2 separate regions of the Mus musculus genome follow, and region 2 is linked to region 1. The links are chromatin contacts, called in public promoter capture Hi-C maps. All regions are on one chromosome and are shown on one strand. Each heading gives the region's core, a stretch centred on a gene start, on an enhancer-like site or on the middle of the called end of the contact. The rest is flanking DNA. Distances are from core to core; before and after follow the strand shown.

Region 1 (5,620 bases), core at 1,492-3,991:
TTCTTTTGGCCTGTACTTGGCTGTCTCGCCAAATAGCACCCATTGAATCAGACAATGAGACCATATGCCCTTATGCCTCTGCTGCCACCCTCTTCAAATCAAACCAGAAGCAAATGTTATACCATCCAAAGTCACCCCAGTGACTACTTCAGATTATGTGGTGGATTGGAACTCTGAGAAAAGCATCCCCAACAAGGACTCTGATACAGAGCCTGCTTCCCTGTGTGGGTGACTCTGTTACACAGGCTGTGTTCTCTCTGTACTGGTAGAGGAAGGGAGAGTAACTTAATACTTGCCAATTTTGTGATCACAATTAGAAAGAAGTACCAAGATCAGTTCACTTTCCCTTATTATAAAGTAACTCAGTTATACAAAAATCTATTACAAATCCTTAACAAAAGAGCCGAAGGAGGGACAAGGGCTTCGAGTCCGAGATGAAAAGAATCCTTAATGTCTTATTAGTGTCTTCTGTACCCTTGCCTGCTACACCACTGACTACCATAGCCATTGGTTTCCAGCAAAAATGCAGCTTCCTTGTAGAATCTGTCATGTGTATAGATAGCAGTGACCCAAGAGTAGGAAGCCATCCTTCCCACAACACCATGTGAGGCACAGTCTCCTGTTCTAGGCAGGCTGCCACTGTGAACCAACTGCATGCAAACCTGCCGGCAACTTTCTGGGCCTCTGTCCCTTGTGAGGCCTTCCTACTTCCTCTCTGTTTTCATTTCATGTATTCATTAACCAAATAGGTTGTTTACCCTTTCTTCACACAGGTGCAGAAGCTGGGAAAGGGGTTATGTCCATCACTGACTTGTCCCTCAGCACAGGAAACAGATGTAAAACAGGTAAACATGATAAAGGTAAGCAAGCACACGGCATGGTGAGATAAAAGCTTCCAGTCAAGGAAAACTCAATCACAACTTACCGACAACTGAGTTTTCTAAACAATAATTATCATAGGCATTCTGAGAAACAAAAGCTATAGCACATTAATTACTATTAACAGAAAAATGTGGATGAAGAAATGCCAAGCCAAGCGTGGCCCTGGTGGGGACAGAGTGACATGGCTCCTGACCCTGGGGCAGGTCCCTAGTGTGAACCTCCAGGAGATGCCGAGCCAGGTGTGGCCCTGGCAGGGACAGAGTAAGTTGGTGATATGATTCTTGCCTCTGGGACATGGCCCCGTTGTGAACCTCCACGAGTATGGATGACTGCTGTGGGCATAAGGCTTGTTTGTATAATAATGCACATATTTCACATTCCTCCTAGGAATGTCTTCTTTGTTAACATTAATGTCTCCAGGATAATCTGACAACATGGGTCCAGGTGAAGAAGGTGTGGCTAATGTCTCAGCAAAATGGTAAAGGCTGGGACCTTCAGGACAGCCCTTAAGGCTATGGGAAAGACCTATAAATACATGAGTTCAAAATATATATAATTTCTCAACTATGCAAAACATAAGAGTGCAATATGAATTATGGGGGCTTCATGAATCTAAAGGAACAAAGGCAGCTACACTCTGAGCTAGACTGTCAGAAAGACACAAAGGCAGGCAGATTCCTGAGTTCAAGATCAGCATGTATGCTTACAGTCTTTTAAGAATCAAAGGACTGCGGTCACGGGATGTTGATTCAAAATATAATCAAAAGGAAACCTGGAATAAATAACTGAATTGATATGTAAATTAAAAAACTGGGCTTTTGGTCTGCATGAGATGAGCTAGCAAAAGGCGATAGCAGTTGTTTAGAAATTCTCTCTAGTGAGAGCTGGGCTCTCTAGAAATCTCTGGAGAGCAAAACAGCTCTTCAAGAATTTTTTCTTACCAAGATTTCTGACTTAGTCGGAAGATCCAATAATTTTTTATAGCAGCTTCTCTGACTAAACCCAGACAGCATTTAGAACTTTTACCTACAGAGAGAGCTGTCTCAACCAGACAGTTTTTAGATGAGACAGACAGACAGACAGACAGACAGACAGACAGACTGACTGACTGACTGGAAAGCCATCTCAGCAGAACCTGAGTGGGCAGCTTGAACCCATGATTTGACTTTGAGTCGTTCTTTCTGCCACTCCCAGACACCCCTTCTCTCAGAACCCCACTCCAATGCCAAGGCTGGTCCTTGACAAAGAAATAACATCTTGGGAATATAAATTGTCCAAGATTAGCTCATAGGAGGTGAAGAGAAGATTCAAGTCTCATGTTTTCCCGTTACTAAGCAATTAGAGATTGACTGTTATGTCTTCTTCATTAAACATGGAGAGTAACTCAAATAATAAAAAGAAAATCCACAGGATCCTGCAGGGAACTGTATTTTATTGGGCCTACTAGTTTTTAGGGTCATAAAGTTAAATTGCTCTTTAAACTACTTAGGATCCTTGTGAGTGGGGACGGGGGAGGTGGGGAACAGAGATCACTTAAATACAGTTCTATCTCTCCCTTCTATCCCCATCTTTCAAATGGGAAAGCTGGGGTCCACAAAGGTTTCATTCAAGCAACAGAAACTAACAACTGACCCCAATGTCTCAAACATAGGCTCAGACTCCTAACACAGCTGGGGAGAGCCCGGCGTGGTCACGTGCTTCCAGCAATGAATGTGGACCATCTGGATACAGACTCTCTACAGCTGTTTAGATCCGGGACTCTCTCCTACAGCAGAGGCAGCCTGTCAGTGCACCTGAACTGCCGCTGCGCACGTTGCATACGTAACATAACGTAACGTAACGTAATGTAACGTACTCTGTGAGACCAGGACAATGGATTACATTAAAGAAGGAAAATGTGAAGACTGAAAATGCTTCTCTGATGAGAAAGCAGCCACCTAGATCCCACGAGCTCATGTTACCGTAATATTTACTAATAGGACTCTGACAATGCCTGGCGCATAACAGTTCCTGGTAGACAGGTGACAAATAAAATAAAATAAAATAAGAATAAAATAAAAACAGGGATAAATAAAGTGGAAAGGAGTGATGAGCTCTTGGCTGCTTGTGTATGTAACCAAAGGTACAAGAGTAACTGAAACAAAACAGGTGCAGAAATCTCCGTGACAGTAGATTAGTGTGGGGCACCTAGCTTAGATCCCAACCATTTAAAGTGCAGCTTTGAAAGTAACTATCGGGAAGTCTCTTCTAACCTGGAAGAAAAGCGATCGTTTCACCGATTTATCTCTTCAAGGGTCACTGACAGGTGTCACAAAGTCTGGTTGGTGGCTTACAGGCATGACACAACAGGAACATTCGAAGCAGGAGTGGACGAGAAAACGGCAGATCTGTCCGCTGTGATGACGGGATTACCTAACTCGGTGACCAGACACCTTGGTGTCCCTCCCTTTACGCGTCTCCAGCTCGCTGTCTACCAGCCTCTCCCAAGTCTACCATTGTAAGTGCCTCTTCAGAGTTGACACAATCTTTCTTGGCTTGACTTTTGGACACATTCTTAACACCATTAAAAGAGAAGGTTTGAGCAAGAAACACTCCAGACGAATAATCCTCTAGGAGGCCGAACTAGGGATGACAAGTATTCTCTGATATCAGTGCTTCCATTTTTATCTCACGCCTTCTTATGCTTCTTACTTAGGGCTGAATGGTGCGCATGTATTCAGAAACACACGCAAACACACATTCACACACACACATATATACACACATAGGAACACGCAGATATACACATACACCACTCACAGTCACACATACACACGCACTAAAACATACTGAAATACACATATATCAGATCACACAGATACGTGGCCACGTACAAATATGCTTACATACATACATACATACATGCATGCATGTGCACATACACACATACATTCTTCCAAGTCTTTCTGAAGAGCATATGAAGACTTCTTCTCTAGAATATATTATTATAAAGACAAAAATGTCTAATGAATTAGACACTATTAGGAAAAACTCCTTATGAAGCCGTGTGTAGAGATAGCATTGCTACGACAAGGCAGGTAAAGTGCAATTTACAGACAAAGACGCCCATATGTTGAGAATGTTCGTATCTAGGTCCTAAATTATGAGTGGTTTTTTTTTTCCTTTCTGCTTATCTAGCTTTCCCAATTTTAAACAATGTACTTGTGTTTCTATGGGGATCCATCCCATAACCAGACACTATTGTGGATGCCAACAAGAGCTTGCTGACAAGAGCCTGATATAGCTGTCTCCTGAGAGGCTCTGCCAGTGCCTGACGAATACAGGAGTGGATGCTCACAGCCATCCATTCAATGGAGCACAGGGTCCCCAATGAAGGAGCTTAGAGAAAGTACCCAAGGAGGTGAAGGGGTCTGCAGCCCCATAGGAGGAACAGCAATATGAACTAACCAGTACCCCCAGAGCTCCCTGGGACTAAACCACTAATCAAAGAAATTGCGCAGAGAGATCCATGGCTCTAGCTGCATATGTAGCAGAGGATGGCCTAGTCGGTCATCAATGGAAGGAGAGGCCCTTGGTCCTGTTAAGGTTCTATGCTCCATTATAGGGGAATGTCAGGGCCAGGAAGCAGGAGTGGGTGGGTTGGGAAGCAGGGGGAGGTAGGAGGGGATACGGGATTTTCAGAGGGGAAACTAGGAAAGGAGATAACATTTGAAATGTAGATAAAGAAAATATCAAATTTTTAAAAAGAAAAAAAAAACAAAAAAGTGACTCATTATTTTCTCTTTTATTTTCATCTCTTTTTCTAGGTTTTTACATGGAGGATGAACTGGAAGTTGATTTTTTTTAATTAGGTATTTTCCTCGTTTACATTTTCAATGCTATCCTAAAGGTCCCCCATACCCACCCACCCCCAATCCCCTACCCACCCACTCCCCCTTTTTGGCCCTGGCGTTCCCCTGTACTGGGGCATATAAAGTTTGCAAGTCCAATGGGCCTCTCTTTGCAGTGATGGCCGACTAGGCCATCTTTTGATACATATGCAGCTAAAGACAAGAGCTCCCCGGTACTGGTTAGTCCATATTGTTGTTCCACCTATAGGGTTGCAGTTCCCTTTAGCTCCTTGGGTAATTTCTCTAGCTCCTCCATTGGGGGCCATGTGACCCATCCAATAGCTGACTGTGATCATCCACTTCTGTGTTTGCTAGGCCCCGGCATAGTCTCACAAGAGACAGCTATATCTGGGTCCTTACAGCAAAATCTTGCTAGTGTATGCAATGGTGTCAGCGTTTGGAAGCTGATTATGGGATGGATCCCTGCATATGGCAATCACTAGATGGTCCATCCTTTCGTCACAGCTCCAAATTTGGAAGTTGATTTTACCAAAGAAAAAAACAGGAAATAAAAAGAATTTTCAAAGATAAGCTTGCATTTTCAAAGAGGATTGCAGACTCCACCATGGGGACTGGCACGTCTCCCAGCTCCATCCTACCCTTTATCCATCTCTCAAGACCTCCAACCCATGAAGAGAGGTCTAGTGTCAAACCAGACACTTGCTCTGGGTTCCTGCTCTCAACCCTGACCTGTCGCAATAGCAGGAGCCCCCATACTTTGTGTCACTATAAGATAGACGTGGATTTTTTTTTAATCTGTTGTCTAAGTTCAAAGGGTCATTTTTGCCTTGCTGTTCACCGAAGACCTCCTACTCATTCTCTCTGTAGGTACATGGGATAAACATCTT
Region 2 (5,371 bases), core at 1,652-4,151, 350 kb after region 1:
CCTGGGCAACTTTATGAGATACTGCCTCAAGTCAAGAAAGGAAGAAAGCAAGAAAGGAGGAAAGAAAGAAAGAAAGAGAGAGAGAGAAAGGAAGGAAGGAAGGAAGGAAGGAAGGAAGGAAGGAAGGAAGGAAGGAAGGAAGGAAGAAAGATTGTTTAAATGCCCTAATTCTAGCAAATAGTACAGACTCTAGGCTAAGGGGTCAAGGCCAGCCTGGGTTAGAATTTCAACTCTGAGCAAACAGTGGTGGTACCCCCTTAATCCCAGCACACAGAGACCCTTTAATACCAGCACACAGGAGGCAGAAGCAGGCAGATCTCTGAGAGTCTGAGGCCAGCCTGCTCTACCAAGTGAGTTCCAGAACAACCGGGACTATACAGAGAAACTTGTCATCAAAAAACAAGCAATTTCATCTGTCAGCTGGCGGCTGCTGTATGATACCAGCCATGTTCTCCAGTGCTCCCAGAAAGGAATCTCGAACTTACTCATATCTTAGCTGGTGAGAGCTTTTGGTGCCACTTCTAGGAATCTGGCCTCAGACAAGGAAATAGGCTCAGATAAGAATATCAGAAACAGTGAGCATGGGGGGTTTTGTTTACTACTTTGCTTGACTATTTTGTCTTTGATCTAAGAGCTGACCGTGATGTCTGGATGCACCTAGAATGGTACAAAAGCTGCAGAAAACTAAAGCTGCTTCAGCCTCAGCACTGGCTGGGGTCGGGTTATCATTTTGTCTAATTGCTTTTTCTTTTTCAATCCTCACTCCCTCCCTTGAGACCCGGTTGACTGATTGAGCTGGCTTGGTCACTTAGAAAGCTTTCAAAATTGTGCAGGCAAACGTCCTGGGGACGTGGTTCAGCTGGTGAAGTGCTTGTCCTCAAGGAGGGCCCGGGTTGAGATTCCACTGTAATCCTGGCAATGGGAGAGTGGAGACTGTGGCTAACTCGTCTAGGCATTCACTGAGCTTGGGGTTCAGTGAAAGTCCCGGACTCAATAAATAAGGTAAATATGACTGATGACAGTCAACACCAACCTCTGGATCACACACACACACACACACACACACACACACACACACACACACAATTATGCAGGCTTACTATGTAGTTCAGCATGGATGTTCCTCAAACCATTAAAAATGGTGACACTCAACCTGTATTAGTAGCTCAAGCCTTTAATCCTAGCACTCGGAAGGCAGAAACTTGTGAAGTTTGAAGCCAGCCTGCCAGGGCTACACAGAGAAACCCTGTCTTGAAAAAAAAAAAAGCAAACAAGGCAAATTAACAAAGAATACAAAACAAAAACAACTCTGTCTCAAAAACAATAGCAATAAAAAGAACCACTAGGAATAAGCCCCCCCCTCCCCCATAACAGCTGCACCACTCCTTCCGATACCTGAAGGATCCTAGGACAGCATAGTGCAGAAATATCTGTGTAGCCATTTGGTTGCGGCATGATAGCCAAGTGATGGAATCAGCCCAGATGCCCACTAACAGACAAATGGTTAAAGAAAATCACACACACACACACACACACACACACACACACACACACACACACACATTTTCCATAGGAAAAATGATGTAATTAGGCTGTGCATGATGGTAAACACTTATATCTCCAGCACATGGGAGGAGGAGGCAGGAGGATCAGGAGTTCAGGTGGTCCTCAGTTACATTGGGAATTCAAGGTCAGCCTGAACTACATGGGATCCTGTCTCAAAAGCCAGAAAAAAAAAAGAAGGTAAGGATAATGAAGACAATAAAAATTGGTAACAAAACAACAACATAAGACAAATGAGAATGAAAACAAGATATGGCATGTTTTTACTCATGTTGACTCTAGATGTAAATATATGTATTCATAAGTGTACGTATATAGGACACCATAATGGAAAGAAACTCCTTGAACGAGGGAGGGATCACGTGGTGGCAAGACCCAGTAAAAAGTGAATATGGGCAGAGAACATGGTGCACTCACATGAAACTATCATAAAGAAACCTACCACACTGTTGGATGACAGACTCTCATTTAAAAAAAAAATGTCAGCACGGTATTCAGGCTTTAGGATTGGGGTGTAGTTCGGTGGTGGTACAATGTGTGCTTAGTATACTCATGGTTCTGGGTCTCTCTCTCTCTCTCTCTCTCTCTCTCTCTCACACACACACACACACACACACACACACACCACACACACACTTGCACACACTCCCCTCCCAAATATTTAGGCTCCTCATTAGCATCAACAACCAAACTTTACTAGTGCTCTCCCCAATCCCTTGTGTTTATTTCAAACCTGACGCACGAGGCTTCAAAGCAGAAAAAGAAAACCCGGACATCCTAGGGTCGGCGAACTTTGATTAACTAAAAGCTACAAGCATCCAGATGATTGCAACAGTAACCCTGTCCGGAGGGAGAAAGGTAAGTCCTCTTAGGAAATGCTTGAGCAGAGAATCACCACAATAAGTAGACAGCAGACATACCGTTTGTTTCATATACACAACTTCCGCCTTCCAAGGTCACTGAAGACCCAGCGAGGGAGGGTCAGTGTCCACAACTGGCCTGAACTCCCAGGCCATTCCCCCAACTGCCCACAGCTGCACCTACTGACCTGGACCCGCATGGGGGGTGTGGGGGGTGACTGTGCGTCCTACCTGGATCAGCCCGTGCTGGTGCAGGGCGCTGTGCACATAGCCGGGGACAGTCGCCGGTAGCTCCAGGGAGCCATTCCCGTTGCTCACCCGCCAGCTCCCGCTCAGGCTGTAGCTAGGACCTGCCACCACGCAGCCGGCCCGAAATAGCGCCAATATCAAGAGCAGGTGAAGATGCATGCTGACCGCTCGCAAGCAGGAACCCGGCAGTGTCGCCCAAGCCTTGCCAAGGCCTGGACGCTGTGTCCCCGCCCCGAGCACGGACCCGCCCCCAGGTCAGCTGAGCGCTTCCCGCAGCCCTGCAGGGAGGAACTGAAGCCGGGACCCGCCACGCGGGTACAAGCACCGCCCAGGGCCAGGGTCTCTGCGACCTGTGAGCTGGGCTTCTCGCTCCAGCTCGATCCTGTAAGTGGGGCGCTCATCCGAATGATGAAAAGCGACAGAAAAGTCTGGAAAGCAGAGTCTGACCATTTGGGAGACGACAGGTGCGCGTCCACAATAGTACGCAGGCTCTGCCCGGGGACAGCTCCTACCACGCCTGACCAGCAGATTGTACATGGTCCCCCGGCCCCAGGATTTGTCAGGCTGAACGCTCCCTCAATACGCGACCTGCTGGGACTAAACAGTGCTAACTATAAACTCGTAGGGTTGCTTCAACTGTTGACTGAGAGGCGCCATGTGCTCCCTGTTAGTGGTGGCTACATCATGGAGCTGCTTCTGAGGTTCCTATGAAACTGCGTTAGTGTTACAGGTGAGTCTGAAATTCCCTCCTTCACTGTTGAGTTGTGGGACTGAACAAGCAACAGAATTCCCATTCCCTGAATTTAAAAGAATGCAGATGCCAAGCGTGCTGGCGCACGCCTCTAATCCCAGCACTTGGGAGGCAGAGGCAGGCGTATTTTTGAGTTCGAGGCCAGCCTCCTCGAACAAAGTGAGTTCCAGGATAGCCAGGGCTACACAGAGAAACCCTGTCAAAAAAAAAAAAAAAAAAAAAAAGAATGCAGACGCTTAGCCGGGCCGTGGTGGCATACGCCTTTAAGCCCAGCACTTGGGAGGCAGAGGCAGGCGGATTTCTGAGTTCGAGGCCAGCCTGGTCTACAAAGTGAGTTTCAGGACAGCCAGGTCTACACAGAGAAACCCTGTCTCGAAAAAAACAAAACAAAACAATGCAGACACTAATTTCAGAGACGGAGACGCAGGCTGGGTTCTTCATCTTCTTTTAAATAAACAAAACACCCCACATTTTACTTACTAATTTCATGGAGGAGTTGAATGGGGGTTCCTGCCACAGCGAGCGTGTGGAAGTCAGCAGACAGCTTGTGAGGAGTCCCAGGGCTAGAACTTAGGGTGTCAGGCTTAGAGACATTCCCCCTTAACGGCTGCTCTATCTCATTGGCCCCTGGGTTCTTCTCATGAAGCAAAACTCGGAATATATATATATATATATATCTACTACAGCTTAAGCAAGGACATTGAGAGACGCTTCAGAAAGGACAGCAGTACCCAGAGGACAAAGTTCAGCTGTCTCAAGGCAGAAGAGCAAGCATAAGGAAGTTGAAGTTGGTGTTTTCTGTGCGTTTGAAGTTACACTGTTTAAAAGACAGGTGAAGGGAGGTGCAGGTAGTGGCTCACAACCTGTAAGCCTGAAGTCTAACGACACTGTGACTGGCTATAACCTGGAATCAAGGCACTTAGGAGACAGAGGGAGGAGGATCAGGAGTTCAAGACTGTCGTTGTCTACATAGGGACCTTGAAGCCAGCTTGTTTCAAAAATGTAACAATGGTTGGACGGGAGAGGTGACTCAGTGGTTAAGAGCACTTGTTTTTTGTTTGTTTGTTTGTTTGTTTGTTGTCTTTTGTTTAGTCGGCAGATCTGCAACTTCATTCGGCATTCAGCAGGTTAGTTCTCATCCACACCGACCTTCTATAGATTTCTGAATGTGGTACCAGGTAGGTAAGTTAACAGTTTGTAGAATTTGTTTGGTGAGTCCCCATCCTCATTATGTTTTCTGGACAAACGTACATGAATATATGATGGAGCATTGAGCCCGGCATCAGTGTAAACATCTGGAGTTCCCATTTCCTTCATGGCAAATGTCCCAAGGGGCACGCTCCTTGAAGCCTACTTCGGTGTGTGTGCTTGAGAATGCTAATGGCGCATTCTCTGGTCATCACTTCTTTTATGGCAGAATGGCTCTTCTGCTCGCCGCTTTTCTTTGTGGGAACCATTTTGCCAGGCCAAGTTCAAGAACACTCATTCTTGCAGAGGACTTGCATTCAATTTCCAGCACCCACTTTGTGACTCACAGACACCTGTAACTCTCGTCCCAGTAAATCCAAGGTCCTCTACAGACCTCTGATGGCATGAGACATGCATGTCCTGTACATACATATAGACATAAATACATACCGTTGAGATATAAATTCACATTAAATAATAAATAATTTTTCATTAAAGTAATAATAGCAAGTAAGATTAAGTCTGTAGGTGTAGGTGGGGAATGCTCCAATAGAATTGCTCATGGAGATTAGGAACACAGAAGAGCCTGGTGCCTCATTCCAAGCCAGAAGCTGCAAATGTGGAAATTCTTAAACCCATTATTATGCACTCACTGATAAGTGGATATTAGTCCAGAAACTTAGAATTCTCAAGATGCAATTTGCCAAACACAAGAAAATCAAAAAGAAGGAAGACCAACATGTGGATACTTCATTCCTCC

Evidence for each region. Promoter capture Hi-C pulls out the DNA fragments that hold promoters and counts their contacts.
Region 2: a promoter capture Hi-C map of liver shows a contact between it and region 1, with 3 times the contacts expected there. The contact joins the promoter of Manba here to the promoter of 4933401H06Rik in region 1. A contact is called at or near these places in 1 of 39 promoter capture datasets (liver) and 1 of 115 datasets of contacts at active chromatin or transcription factors (pancreatic cancer cells).

Annotation. Positions count from the first base shown.
Region 1 is chr3:135,837,390-135,843,009 of GRCm38.p6, reverse strand. It overlaps 4933401H06Rik (RIKEN cDNA 4933401H06 gene), which reads left to right and starts at 2,741. Exons shown (of 5, transcript NR_040540.1): 1 at 2,741-2,903; 2 at 3,176-3,379; 3 at 4,689-4,733. All of the region lies in intron 2 of Slc39a8 (solute carrier family 39 (metal ion transporter), member 8), which reads right to left.
Region 2 is chr3:135,483,141-135,488,511 of GRCm38.p6, reverse strand. Manba (mannosidase, beta A, lysosomal) reads right to left here and starts at 2,901. Exons shown (of 17, transcript NM_027288.3): 1 at 2,655-2,901. The coding sequence starts at 2,831. Gm30992 (a long non-coding RNA gene) reads left to right here and starts at 2,911. Exons shown (of 3, transcript XR_376111.4): 1 at 2,911-3,402; 2 at 4,516-4,550.